Linked DNA regions of Danio rerio: region 1 is linked to region 2. A link is a contact called in public HiCAR-type data. All regions are on one chromosome and are shown on one strand. Each heading gives the region's core, a stretch centred on a gene start, on an enhancer-like site or on the middle of the called end of the contact. The rest is flanking DNA. Distances are from core to core; before and after follow the strand shown. Region 1 holds the start of slc39a7 (solute carrier family 39 member 7). Region 2 holds the start of cratb (carnitine O-acetyltransferase b).

Region 1 (7,279 bases), core at 2,936-5,435, 91 kb before region 2:
TGATTTACAATATACCTTTATTGATGCCCTGTTTTTAGGCTTTATTGGTGATAATGGTCAGGAATGTTGGACCATTATTTCCTTTTTAACTTATAAGTAGAGGACAAACTAGCCAGACAGTAATGTGTGAATTGTTGAGTGGGCTAAATAAAAACATCAGTATTTTTTAGTAAGTGTACTTATTATTGCTTTTATTCTTACCACAATAAAAAATATAACTGTACCCATGTTCTGTTGTCATTAATATTCACTTTAATAGGTAGAACTCTGAGATATATTAACTAAAGCAAGTGATGCATCAAAGTTTGACTTAACAAATCGTTAAATTGTTAAAAAAAATCTTTATAATCATTCAAATAAATTAGTAAATGAATAAAAAAATAATTATAACTGAACGATATTGATGATATGAAGCAGTTTCGGAAACTTCCTACTCTGTTTATGCGGCTGACCTTACAGAACATCACAAGAGCGATTGCTTAATAAAAAGAATAAAAGTCTCGTCCATTTCGTGAGGTGACCGCGCAGTCAGCGGAGGTCTGCAACACGGCACCAGGTGAAAGTATAAATGAGCCTTAAAGAGAATTGAGACACCCTTACCCTTTCACATGAACACACAAAACGAGGGGTACGGGTAAGGAAAAGGGCTAAGGGGTAGAATTGGGATTGGGCCAGGTTATGTGAGACAATATGTTACTATGGATTGACCTCTGTCCAGTCACTTACCCAGTGCATGAGGAATGAGATGAAGGAATGCATCTCCAAGCAAACCACCAGATGCAAAACTCAAGAGCACTTTAAGCAGGTTCTGGTGCTGGTCAGTGTTTGACTGTACTGGAATGAGGAAGAGTATCAGAAATGGTGCAGCACTAATGAGCAGGGTGGCTCCAATGGCCTATAAAAACAAAGAAAGAAAGAAAAAAAAAAGCTTAGTTTCTTAAAGCCATGGTTGAGATCTAGTCATCCACAGTGTTTCTTTAGACCAATTAAACATGGCACTCATAATTTTCAACAGCATCTTATTTCAATAAAATGACTTTTGGAACATGTTTTGGTCAATGTTATAGCAATCTAAACTTTGACTGACATTTTAATCAGCAGATTATTTTCTTCAATTTTAAATCATCCAACACTTTATAATATGGATGGGAAATTTGGCCTAAAATCTAAATTTTTATTCGAATAATGAATAATTATTTTATTTTTTATTTTATGTTTTTGCCCTCATAGTTCACTGACAAGTTTTATTTTATTTGTATTATTTATAGCACTTCAATGCTAAACAACTAAAATTAAAATGCACATACCCTAAAATGCGGTTCTCTGTGCCACCCACCTTCATTACCGCTACCAAACCAACCAACCACAAAGCTTGCGTTAAACGTCGTTATGACATGCAAGTACTTTTTTTTTTGAGAGGTGAACGGGTATGTGAAGGCTGCTCTGGACTGTACACGTGCCCTTGACAGAAAAATAATAATTATAACATAAAAAATTATAAATCATGATATAAAAAGTAGAATTAAGCCTTAACAGCGTGACTCCACACAGGGTAGGAAAAGAAAATGAAAAAAAATTGACCTAGAAAAATGTGATCAATTATAGGTTCTGAATGACTATTTCGATTAATCACCCAGCCCTAGTTTATAATCTTGCATGAGCCATATAAAATACCATCCAAAAGATCACACAATTAAATTTAAAATTACCCAGGCATATAAGAATTTGTTAAGAAAAAAAAAAAAAAACATTAAAATGTAAATAATTTGTAAACCTGTTTTTTTCTTTGCTCCAAGTATCTGCCCTGGACTATTCTGTTGTGGTTAATCAGTTTATACCACTATACCATGTTGTATGATTATTGAGTTATTAATAAAAGATAACACATTGTTTAACTGTTTAATTATGAACCAATTAAAGAATAATTTGTTAACTTACAATACTAGCAAACACATTGTTTTTAAGTAAACAAGTCACCGGTTTTAAATAAAAATAAATAAAATCATCTTGCTAATAATTAAAAAAAATAAATAAATCGACTAATACTATGAATTGAGTATTTGTATTGTTTCCATGTTTATGTGGAACTATATGTGTATTAAAAATGTGTTAAGATTGATTAGACTTATAATTATAATACACAAACAAAATAAAAAGATATTTCATAAAAGAAGAGTCTTTGCATATGAGCTAATAAAAAGTACTTTTAACAGTATACATTAATGTAAAACACAATTAATAAACTATGAATTATTTATAAAATGATGGTAGGTCAGAAGTACCTTATTACTCTACAATTAATATAAATTGTTATTATAATGTTTTGGCCGGAATAAGATATATTTTTTGCAATATGTGCGTATACAAATACAACCTGTCCATATACCCTATTAAAAGTAATATTGGTGTAAAGAAAATGATTCATAAACTTTGAATTAATTTTGAATAGGTACTAAATATAAAAAAACACTTCACTATTGACATACAGTATCAAATGTTTCACAATAACCCAAGTGGGAATCTATTAATCTGCACTTATTCATCAGCATGTTTCACCTGCATCCAGAGCTCCACCATGTTCCGTTTGCCTGCTTCCACAACTTTCTTCGATTTCTCAGCTCCATGATCGTGTGCGTGTCCATGCTTGTGTGCATGTCCATGATCATGAATGTCTCCATGACTGTGTGCATGCCCGTGATCGTGTGCATGATTATGTGTGTGCCCGTGATCGTGTACGTGATGCTCCTCTTCAGCATGAGGCAGATTAGCTTCAGCACTCCATTTGCTTGCCCCGTGATGCATCTTCGCTCCACCATGTGAGTGACCATGGCATCCACCATCACCATGTCCATGATGATGGTGGGAGTGAGCCAGTGTCTGCTGGGACATTAAAATGCCAACAGCAATCAGCAATAGCGATTTGCTAAAGACCCTCATTGTTCCTAAACAGAAAAAAACAATGTTTTTGAACTCACACAAGCCACACCGAATATTCAGTTGCATTACAATTAATTCACTTTTTATTGCAAGTAGTTATTTGTTCTGGGTAGTTACTTGACAGTCTTTAGGTTACAACTGACAGGTATGAAAGAATGCAAGTAAACTATTTTAACGAGCCAGAACTGGAAATCATTGCTTTTAATGTTGAAGTATGATTAAGCATTTCTTAGCCTTGACTAGTTCTACATGTCTCCATGTTAGAGCAGTTTTGGATAATTTTTGAAACGATCTAGAGGTAAATGTGATGTATATGGTCAAAAGCATCATACACACAAAACTAACTTCAATTGAATAACTATGATAAAAAATACAAGTTAAATGTAAACTGCATGAACGCTAGTGTAAGATAAAAATACCGCAGCTGACATACTGCAGAAAACTCTACACCACAACTCGTACATTGAGCTAGTAAAATTGCAGACAGTATCCTGAAATCACACGAGTCACTTCCTACAGTTAGCTCCGCTTTGTAACAGAATGCTAACAGTAGGAAGGGATCCCACAAGGGAAGGGATTTTAATTAATGCAAGAAGCCTATACTTTCGGTTAAGCGTTTAAAAGCGGTTCCCATTTAGATAAATGTTTTAAAATAGCAGATCACAACGAAGATAGTCATGACGTATTAAGGATGTCAAATTGATTTAACTTATATTCTGATATTCTCAGCTTTTCCAAAACAACGTATATTTGGAGTATCGACGAATTTTATTAAATTTGCAGAGCCTATCTTAAACCACTAGATATACAGTAATCAAGTCAAAGATAATGTTAAAGATAACAAAAGCATCTGTTGATGATGCATCGACTTCATTCAAACGTTAAAGATGAACTGTGATCCAGACCTCATCACGGTGAATCTGTGCTCTCGCAAAGAATTAACAGTAATCTGCAGCCTTAACAAATAACTGTTAGAACTACCTGAAGTGAACAGACCAGCGACAGTAAGGTTACAGTAAACAAACGATCAGTCTCACAAAGCTCAATGCTCATCGTGCAAATACCTGCTAGTGATGCCGAAAAAACCAAAGCACGCGCCAGTACCGTGCACTGAATAAGTTAGCAATCTGCTAACCGCATCCACGTCTAGCAACGGTATAAGCTGCGAAAACTAATATAAATTAGCTTATTCTGGTAAAGAGTGAAAGCAGTTAAGATGCTGCTCACACTCAAACCGACGTGGCATTCAGTCAACACATTTGATTCCCGCGATACTTTGGAGGTGTGTTCGAAAAGATACAAAACAACGAAATAACGCGAGATTCCAGTCACGTCAAGCCGGATGCGAAAAGTGTACCTCACACATAATCTGAACCATTTAAAAAAAAACTATTTATTATCCGTATTGTTTTACACGTATCACTCATTGTTGTAGGCTGCATGAGTAGACGGGTAAGTCTAATGTAATAATCTGAATATGCTGATACTAACAGCAATTCATCCACCAGAGACAAATGTTTGCATGCACTTTTCCTCTTTAATCATAGTATTCCTGCAGAGGGCGCAAGGGGACTTGCACGACACTAGCTTAACATTTAGAGAAATTTTCAATGAAAAATTTTTCACAATTACTTATTCATTACTTACTGTCATGTAATTACTGTCTTGATTGTACTTGCTTTCGTTCTGTATTTTATCTGAGAGTTATTAAAACATGAGTTGTAATTAAAAAAAGTCATGAAACAATGACCTTAAATCTTGTCATTATGACTCTATACCCCACAACTGGAACTTTTTTGTAATTGCCTTTTTGTTTAGTTTAATTTAAATGGTCTCTTAGCTTTCTCATAATTGTGCCACTTTATGTCACATTGGCCTCAATTGTGTGAAGTCACATTCAGCACAAGACATTGCATTTGACATAAGATGTATAACCGTTCATTCATTTATTTTCCTTTAACTAAGTCCCTTATTTATCAGGGGTTGCCACAGCGGAATGAACCACCAACTATTCTAGCTAATGTTTAACGCAGCGGATGCCCTTTAAGCCGCAACCCAGTACTGGGAAACTGAAGGACCCCTTTTAGTCCTGTTCTATTCCCTTCTCTGCTCTCTATGTTTTTATGTCTTCTACTATCATATCTTTTAAAAATATTAAATTATGTGATAAACATTTAAACAAAGAAAGAATTTATAATAATAGTGGTTTTTGAAATACATTTTTATAATTCGCAATAAGAGATAACTGCATGACAGTAAACAGAAGTCCACATATTCTGACTACTCTTTTCTGAAAACCTAGTCTCATTTGTGTCTATATTTATTAATGCAAAAATGTAGGATCTGGGAAGCAAGTAAGAAAGAGCAGAACAAAGCTGAAAACCTTTTGACTTGCTCAGTTTATATACATATGGGATCAGAATTAAATCTTTCTCGTCCTAATTCATTTTACTCTTGTCTAGTTTTGTTTCATATTTACAGAATACCTTTTACCCTAATTATTTCCTTATTTACGCTAAAAGAATGGAAGTGAAATGTGACAACATGCCCCACTGGTAGAGGCATGCTGTAGCATGTCATTTGACAGATTAAAATGTTAACTGATTAAAAAAATAATAATTAAAACGCCCCAAAGTGGCTCAATGATATTTAAAGCCGGTGACTGGGAGGGACATGGAAGCTCTTAAACTTCACTTTCATGTTCATCAAACCACTCTGTCACCAGTCTGAGAGGGGTCTGGATGCAGACTTGGTGCACTTACAAGGTGAGCTGCATACAGTGTTATTAATGCTCATACTTAACCCCACCCCTCACAGTGACTCCACTAGCTCCATTAAGTGCATTGTGTTTAATATTGCATTTCTGAAATATGTAGTCTCAGTATGCAAATCCAAGTCTGCATCCTGATAGGTATTAACCAGTCTTGCTGTGTGTATTGGTGCATTACCATCCTGATACATTGCGCTGCCTTTAGCATACCATGCTTAATCATTGAGTGCACATGGTCCTCCAGAATGGTTCAGTTGTCCTTGGTAGTGATGTGCCCATCTAGCATTGTAGTATTGGGCCCAGGGCAATGCCATGATATTGCAGCCCAAATCATCACTGATCCATCCCGTTAGGGGACTCTGTCACTTCGATCTTGTTTATTTTTGTTTTAGTGGCAGATTCCAGACACTAGTCGTGTCTTGTCATAAATGACGTGCTCTGTTTAAGTTTATATTTCCTGTCTTTTTCCATGTCTTTGTTTTTGTAATGAGCGTGGTCTCGGTTGTGCTCTGGCCATGCACGCTCTTGTGTCTCATCAGAGAACAATGTATGTTTCACATTGTCCACAGCCCAAGATTTCTGCTGCTGGCATCTTTGGCATGAGAAACCAAAGGTTTAGCTAAAGCAGCCCACCCATTAATATTTACCCTGTTAAGCTCCCAATTAACAGTTTTGGTGAAAACAGGACAGTTAAGGTGCAGATTAAATTCTGAAGTGAGTTGGGCAGCTATGGTTTTATGTATTTTGCATACAATTTGGGTCCCATGCGGACATCTTTTTAACACAGCTTCCTTTTGTGTCCACCTGCTGGATGCGGTTCATCCTTCTTGGTGGTTTGCTGACAATACCCTGGATGTCATGGCTCTTGATGCGCCAGGCGTACATCAACAATTGGTTCTCTTTTGATCTCTGATATGTCACCCATAATGTTGTGTGCATTCCAAAAATTTTAAACAAAATAGTGCTATTACTTCGCTTAAACCTTTGCACTCTGCTCTTACTGGTGAAATTTGCATTCAATGAAGATTGGCCTCCAGGCGGGTCAAATTTAGCCATGAAACCTCCAACATTGCATTGGCCAGTGTTTTAGTTTCATTGTCCAATCACTGTACACACACACACACACACACACACACATATATATATATATATATATATATATATATATATATATATATATATATATATATATATATATATATATATATATATATTTATTTATATATATTAAATAATATATTATATATATTAATTATAAGGTTCTATCTGAATGATTTTGAGATATTGAGCTTCAAAGTTTTTGCAGTCCATTTAGCAAACAGTGTGTGTGTAACAGTTCTCTTTCATACATTAACATGACAGAAACCCTAAGGGCTCTCTAAATGTAAATTATCAAAGTTTTCTTACATTTGCAATTTGGAGTAAAAAACCATGGTAAATGCAGATAGAAGCTTCTTATTCTGAAAAGTCATTTTCCGATTGGAATTATAAGGTTCTATCTGCCAGAAATTTATCAAAGCATTGCTTTTCAAAAAAATACAATACAAAAATAAGTCCAAATACATGCGGTAC
Region 2 (7,434 bases), core at 487-2,986:
AGTCACGTTTCGGCAAAGAAATGGCTGGATTTGAATGCACTGCCAAAGGTTGCCTGCATTCCAGGTATGCCCACTGCACCCACCAATCTGAGATCTGGAAAAGATAAAACAAAAAAAAAACAAGCAAAATATATGATAGTCTTTGTACTTCATTTGTGTTTCAGCAAAACATCTTCACAAGCTCACAAGGCTGGCTCCACGAATAATGTCATTGGGCTAAATAAATCTATTTCTGTCATACTGATACGTACAAGACATTGTTTAAAACAGTAAATGGTTTACATTCACTGGTGTAACCAACTCTCACGAAAACAAAAGATTGTTCCCTTGTAGATTGTTCCCTCCCCACTCAGAGGCATCACAGTTGCAGTGCATGATATGTAGCTGTTGTCAATGCTGTCATTTAATATTACTTTAATATTCAAAGTTAACTTATGGGTGAACACACACACACATTATATATATATATATATATATATATATATATATATATATATATATATATATATATATATATATATATATATATACTTCTGACCAATTCACAGTTGAATAGCTATCCAATCAGAACAATATGCACGCATTCATGCATGAATATATATTAACTTTTATGGAAATCAATGGCTATAGTTTCAACATTCCTGAAACTATCTTCTTTTGTGTTCAACAGAGAATAAACACGGGTTTGGAACAAGTGAAAGGTGAGTAAATCATGATAGAATTATAGGCAATTTTCACGGATGTAACAATAACGTACACATAATCGTCCCTAAAAAATAACTGGATTTATAGTAAAGGTCCTTAGTGAAACAATAATAACATTTAATGTGTAATATAATCCAGCAATTATGTATGTACGTTAATGCTGGATATCCAAATAAGCTTCAAACTTACTGTATTAGATGAGGATATGTAGTTACCAAGGTAACGTTGGCCTAATTTTGTTTAATAATACATTTGAGTCACGGCTTATTCAGTGCTGTTCTCACCCAGTTGTGAGAATGTTTTGCTCGTTTAATCAGCTCTCTCTGCAGGCTTTCCCCAAGGCCTCCAGCGCATCCAAACTCCTGCACGATCCTGCGAGTGTGTTCGAGCTCATCTTCCGGCAAAAGTGGCTCCAGAGCCGCCAAGTAGCGCTGCAATGTCTGGCCGAGAGGAGGAACCGGCTGGTACGGGACCGAGGAGTGGGCCTGCCTCAGCACGGCCTGGCGAACACAAAGTGACTAAAGGTGAGATATTAGTTTTCATTTAAATAACTTATACTTACTAAGTCACTTCCCTTATACTTGTCTTTACTCTAAAAGTAGTTTGCGTCTGTAATTACGTGCATAAATCATTGATTTTACTTAGTTTTTCAAATAATCAATTTCGTCAAAACGTCCATGTGCCAATAAAATCATACAATAACGTTATATGCCTACACACAATAACGTTACTTACCCTCATCATGAATGAAGAGCAGAGCCTTGCAGGTATTCTCTTTAAAAGCATTTTTCTATGCTGTTTATAACTTACGACGAAATATAAAACTAGAATATACGATTGTGCACGAGGTCCAGTTTTTGGTATTATAGAACCCTGACGACTTCTTAGGCAAAAAAGAAAACAACAAAAACTTCTAACAGTTGAAGCATTTTGGTCAGTTAAAAGTCGTCAAAGCTCGGGTGTGTACGATGCAACACATGTTTAGTGTTTACAGCCGTGTTTTTCGTATATATTCGCATTGAGGAAAAGAGTACGTTCATTCCAGTTGAAAATATGCAGAGGCCAGCGGTATTTTGTTTGCTTGCACGTCTAGTCGTATGTTTACGGTACGGATGCTGGGAGCGGTCAAAATTGATATTAGGCTTTGCCTAAAACTTTTCTGTTGATTGCCATTCACAGTACCCTAAGTTATTACTGTGCACAAACAGACAGACATATATAGAAAAACATTTGGATTTTTTTAACTTACCGTTTTAGAGAAAAGTAGCATAATCAAGCCACTTGATTACAGTTTTGTTACATTTTGTTTGGGGGGTGATTTACTTTTCATTTTCTCAAAAAATTTACAGTACATTTAATTTAAAACTAATGCCAGGGCCTCACAATGGGTCATGCAATTTCTGAAAAATGATGAAATTTAAAATGGTCTATTCCAGATATTGAAAGTCAGGAATTGTATATTTATATTTTGTCCAAATCGTGGTTGTCAGAAATAGCAGTTTTCATATGTAGGCTATCATATGGTTTGTCGATTTTTTTCATCTTTTGCCTGTTAGACTATTTTAAGCACCATTTTAAGGCAAACGAGCCAGTGAAATATTAATTTCAAGAGCTTTGGCTAAAATGACCACCAGGCCACCCTTATGTAAATTCTGGCCACTCAAATAGGATTTTGCTGTTGATATTATAAATTTAAATCTACTTGCAGAAATTTACAATATTTCAATTTCAATAAATAAATAAATAGCAGCCACTAAGTTTTTGTGGATTGATTGGTGCCACTGACATAACTGATTTACTGCTCCTCCCAGATGAATGGCAATTTAATATTTACCTTAAGATATCAATATAAGAAGCTGTTTTAATAATATTAAAAAAAGGAATATGGATAAATTATATTATTAGGGTCTGTATAGTAAGTGCGTGTGCATGTTGTATTGTCTTTTGTTCAGTTTGTTAATTTGTTTGTTGTTAATCTTTATTAATTTTAGACATGGCATATAATGCATAGTGTACAATAAAAGTATGAAAAAAATAACTGAAAAGCTCTTTATATACATGTAAAGTGTTTTTAAAACTAAATACTGTTTTTTATTTGGTTTGCATGAGTACTTCCTGAATTATTTTAAGGAATAAATTGCATTATTTCAATAGCAATTAATTAAATGAACTAAAACCACATTATTTACCAGAAACAAAAATATAACATTACACTGAATTCATTATTTTTGGTGTGCCACCCCAAGATTTGGTGTGGCGTCTTCTGGCCACCCCTAAAAATATTTTCTGGGGGCACCACTGATGACCACTTCAAAGCCTGGTTGTTAGATTGCTTTTCTTTCTTTGTTTTCCAAATCTGAGGATAATTATAATAAATTATATTTTTGCTCTCATAATGACTATTACATTCAAGCAAAATAATGTTCAGGCTCCGATATTTATATGGATAGGTTTACATGGATATTTAGCTTTATAGTCAGGGAAAGGTCTGGAAATTTGACAGTTGCCTAAGAATACCCTGTACATTAATAGTTAAGGTCATCGGAAAAGGAATAATACTTATAAGGGTCATTCCTGGTGTTCGGTATTATTCAGCTTGAGCAAACTAATTTTTAAAAGTGTATTTATTATATTTTTAAATAGCCTACATAATTAGGTACAATTTAAACTTTCAAAAAATCATATTTTTCCACCTCAGGCATTAAAGCCTTATATTATTTTCTATTTTATTCTTATTTGTCACCCATTATTCTCAACCCTGTAACGGACAAAACTGAGTTGTTAATGGCTAAAATATAACATTTTTGATAAGTTTTAGATTTATATGCGATTTAAGTTACAATTATACAATTTACGCATTCTGTGGACTCTTTTAAATTTAAATTTAGTTTAAATTTAGATGTCTAACCCAAACCACATATTTTTAATGTTAGGCCTTAACATGGTGGTTGGTACTCACCAATAATTTTTTCTATATTTAATTGTTTTCCTTTTATTATTTTCCAAAAAAAATAATTTCACAGGTTTGAGAATACAATGACGGGGTTGAAGACTGTAATAGGGTTGAGGGGACACTTTAATTTAAATTTGTTTTAATTAATTTGAAATTATATCTAAGACTTAACCAAAACACTTATTTATCTAAGTAAAACATTTAGCAAAGGCATTAATCACACTGAGATGAAATTAAACTTCATTAAACCAAATACAGTCAAAATTCAAAAAAGTAAACTGCTGCAAGTAACTGGACCGTTAATATAACCTTTAAAAATTCTAATAAAGGCCTATGTTACCAAATATATTGCTGAACAGAACCTACAGTAAACAGGAGCAACAGATAAATTGTCATTATTTGACACGATAAACATTATTTCTAGGAACATAAATAAAAACTGCAGCAGAAAGTTCTGCAGCAGAGTTCTTCTTAATGAAATTGTTAATGAAAATTCTTAATAATAATAATAATAAAATAAAATTATATAACCAGATGGGGTGGTATGAATATTTCAGAAACTGCTGATCTACTGGGATTTTCATGCACAACAATCTCTAGCGTAGAAAATTATATAGTGAGCAGCAGTTCTGTGGGCGCAAATGCCTTGTTGATGTCAGAGGAGAATGGCCAGACTGGTTTTAGCTGATAGAAAGGCAACAGTAACTCAAATAAGCACTCGTTACAATAGAGTTCTGCAGAAGAGCATCTCTGAACACACAACATGTCCAACCCTGAGGCGGATGGGCTAGAGCAGCAGAAGACCAGGGGATTCAACCAGTGATTCCTAAACCTTTTGATACTGTAGCTTAACCCTCTTTATCTATATTGAATTATGCCCTTAATCACCCCTTCTCTAAAGTTGGGTAATTGTCACATGACATAGAGATAAACAATTTTTTTTTTACTTTACATGTTCTGATTTTAATAGCTTTTCATTAATTCATGATGAAACTTGTGACACAATCAATATAAAATCTGCTGCTGGTACGGGTGCCATGTCTGACATAAAATTGTGTCAAAGTTTAAGTGAAAACACTGCTTCAAATATTCTATCAGTGACAAAAAGTTACAGTAAGTATTTATTTACTGAAATGTTTTTTTTTATTTAAAATTCTTGATAAATTAGGTCAATATCTCAATCCTGTTACTAGTTTACAACCCCAAAACATTGACATAATGGGGTTGAGTGTGATGGGGTTGAATTTTTGAAACAAAATTACCTCTGCTCTTCGTGTGGTTTAAAAGAGAAGGGCCACATGGCAGCAATTAAAGCCTTCTTTTGCACCATGCTGTTAAAGAGAGCTGAATAATGTCACTTTCTGTCTGTGATGTTATATAAGAGTGGGGTCTAAACTGCTATAGGTAGAGAATTGCTGGCGTGATGGGGTTGAGTTTATATTGAGGGACATAATTTTGTAGCCTGTTTTTTTTATATTAAAAAAAATCTTATTTTTGTATTTAAATTTATTTATCACAAAAGAACACAGATAAACAGTTGTAATACAGAAAAAATTTAGACTGTGCATTTTATTAATTTTTTTCTACATGCAATTTCAAAGTGCCTCAGGGACATGACAAATAGCTTGGTTTGTGACAGAAATATTATATTTTTTATTCTAAAAATTATTTTAATGTAGAAATCTTGTTGATTCATTATAATGTACAAAGTAAATCAATGAAAAATGTTTTTAAAATGTAATTTTTCAAAAAACACTTTAAAAATTTGGGGGACTGAAATATTATTATTTGCCAGGAATGACCCCTAAAATACATTTTAAAAATAACACATTAGACATGATGTAGGCCTATGAGGATTACTGGACAAGCAAAAAAAAAAAAAAAAAAAAAAAACAAGCCAAGGGAGAAAAGTGTGGCAACAGGACGTCAGCAGAAGACATACAAAGAAGGCTATATACACATTACCATTTTTGTATGCACAGTTCACCTGTGCTACAATTAGAAATGGGGAAAACAGGAGTCCCTGAGGGACAAATTCTAAAGACTATCAAAATATAAAAAATATAAAAGAAAATATTTTAAATCTGTGTTAAGCTTAAAAGTCAGAGTGAAAGAATGCATCAGTTAGAACAAAAAAAAAAACTAACACTTTACACACACCATCCTTTGGCTTAGTCTCTGAATTCGCCACAGCGCAATGAGCCGGATGCAGTTCCAGCCACAATACAGCACAGGGAAACATACACTCCCTCATTTACACAAAGCTTCATTTACTATGGCCAATTTAGTTTACCAAATTCTCTTTTTACCTTTTTACCAATTTACCTTACCACATGTCTCTGGGCAGTGGGGTAAACCGGACACCTGGAGGAAACATGTTAAGTCTTGGTGCATTAACTAATGTTATTAAGCATAAATTTGGATTTTAATAAGGCATTATTAAATGTTGAACTATGATTAATAAATGCTGTACAAGTACCATTCACACTTTATGTTAGTAACATTAACTAATGAAACCTTATTGTCAAGTGCGACCCAAAAAACATACATTCAAAACAACATGAGATTGAGCAGTTAGAGTAAACCTATTATTTAAGTCTTTATTTACATTGTGAGATAACAGTTATTTATTTCAAAGCTATTTATTATAGCACTATCATCGTGTGCACCTACTCTAAAGAGTTTAGGATGGATGCAAGAGTAGAGCATACTGCATAAAAACAACTGGACATTTACAAACTATATCAAACCAGTTTTAACTGGCCTGCCACATTTATGTTCCCATAACCACACAAAGTAATGACTGTTTAAGTAAAGGTACTGTGAACAAAAAAAAATCTAAGATGATTATGCAATGATTGTCAATAGGTATGTTTCTTGTTGATGAGTAGACAAAAGGAGGACAGCGCTCCTCCGAGTTTGGAGGCCTCACTGCAGGCTGTGGGCAGCAAGGTGTAGTCTGTCAAACGCTGAAAGGCCTAAAACAGAGAATGGTAAGTAAATGTAACATACAGTATGTAGCTTCATATAACCATTCATCGTTTATAATCAGTTTTGAAAAAAAGAAAACTTCTTTCATGTCTTTTTTAAAGTACCTGCCAGAAGACAACTGATGCGAACAATTTTAACTTATCAAATTACTTACTAACATTAGCATTTACACTTTTGTGCATTCAAAGCACATTCAGAAGGATAGAAGATACTACATCAAGCAACCATATTATTTACTGCTCTCCGGAATGCCTTAGAACAGAACTTTTAACCCTTTGACCCGTACGACCACAAGCATTGGCTGTTCCCTGGAGCGTACTATCACACCGCTGTCATTAGAGTATTCAGTACATCACATCATCAGCTGCTAAAAGCAAATCTGCTTCCTGCAATGGCTGAAGCATGCAGTGCTTAATAATAATACTTGTCACAGGTGTTTCTTGCAGTAAAACTTTTACCCTGTGTTCATTTATTTTGTTCATTTCATTTCTATTTTGACGATCCATGAGCAAAGTCCAAAGCGCAGGGCGCAATCGCATTTAGGGTGTGTCAGAATCCACTTTTGCTATTTTGAGGATGGAAAAATCTGCCTTGCGTCGTGGGGCGTTGTCTAACAGGGTTTGCTTATTCTCTTAATGAGTTTTAGGTATGTTTTGAGAATAAACCAATCAGTCTCATCTCCCATTCCCTTTAAGAGTCAGTTGCGTCGTGCCATAGCGCATTTGCTATTTACATGACAGACTTTGTAAGTGGAAATACGGAGCGCTTCAAGAATGAGAGATGAG

The links. HiCAR-type assays count read pairs that join an accessible place to other places.
Region 1: a contact with region 2 is called in a HiCAR-type map of caudal fin, with 3 times the contacts expected there. The contact joins the promoter of slc39a7 here to the promoter of cratb in region 2. A contact is called at or near these places in 3 of 4 datasets of contacts at active chromatin or transcription factors (caudal fin, embryo and gastrula embryo).

Annotation. Positions count from the first base shown.
Region 1 is chr19:21,150,666-21,157,944 of GRCz12tu, reverse strand. It overlaps slc39a7 (solute carrier family 39 member 7), which reads right to left and starts at 4,185. Exons shown (of 8, transcript NM_130931.3): 1 at 4,002-4,185; 2 at 2,557-2,942; 3 at 727-895. The coding sequence starts at 2,937. LOC141379056 reads left to right here and starts at 4,256. Exons shown (of 2, transcript XM_073931631.1): 1 at 4,256-4,389.
Region 2 is chr19:21,057,245-21,064,678 of GRCz12tu, reverse strand. cratb (carnitine O-acetyltransferase b) reads right to left here and starts at 1,736. Exons shown (of 15, transcript NM_001004594.2): 1 at 1,441-1,736; 2 at 990-1,205; 3 at 1-94. The coding sequence starts at 1,491. ddah2 (DDAH family member 2, ADMA-independent) reads right to left here. Exons shown (of 5, transcript NM_001100065.2): 5 at 6,245-6,636. The coding sequence ends at 6,520.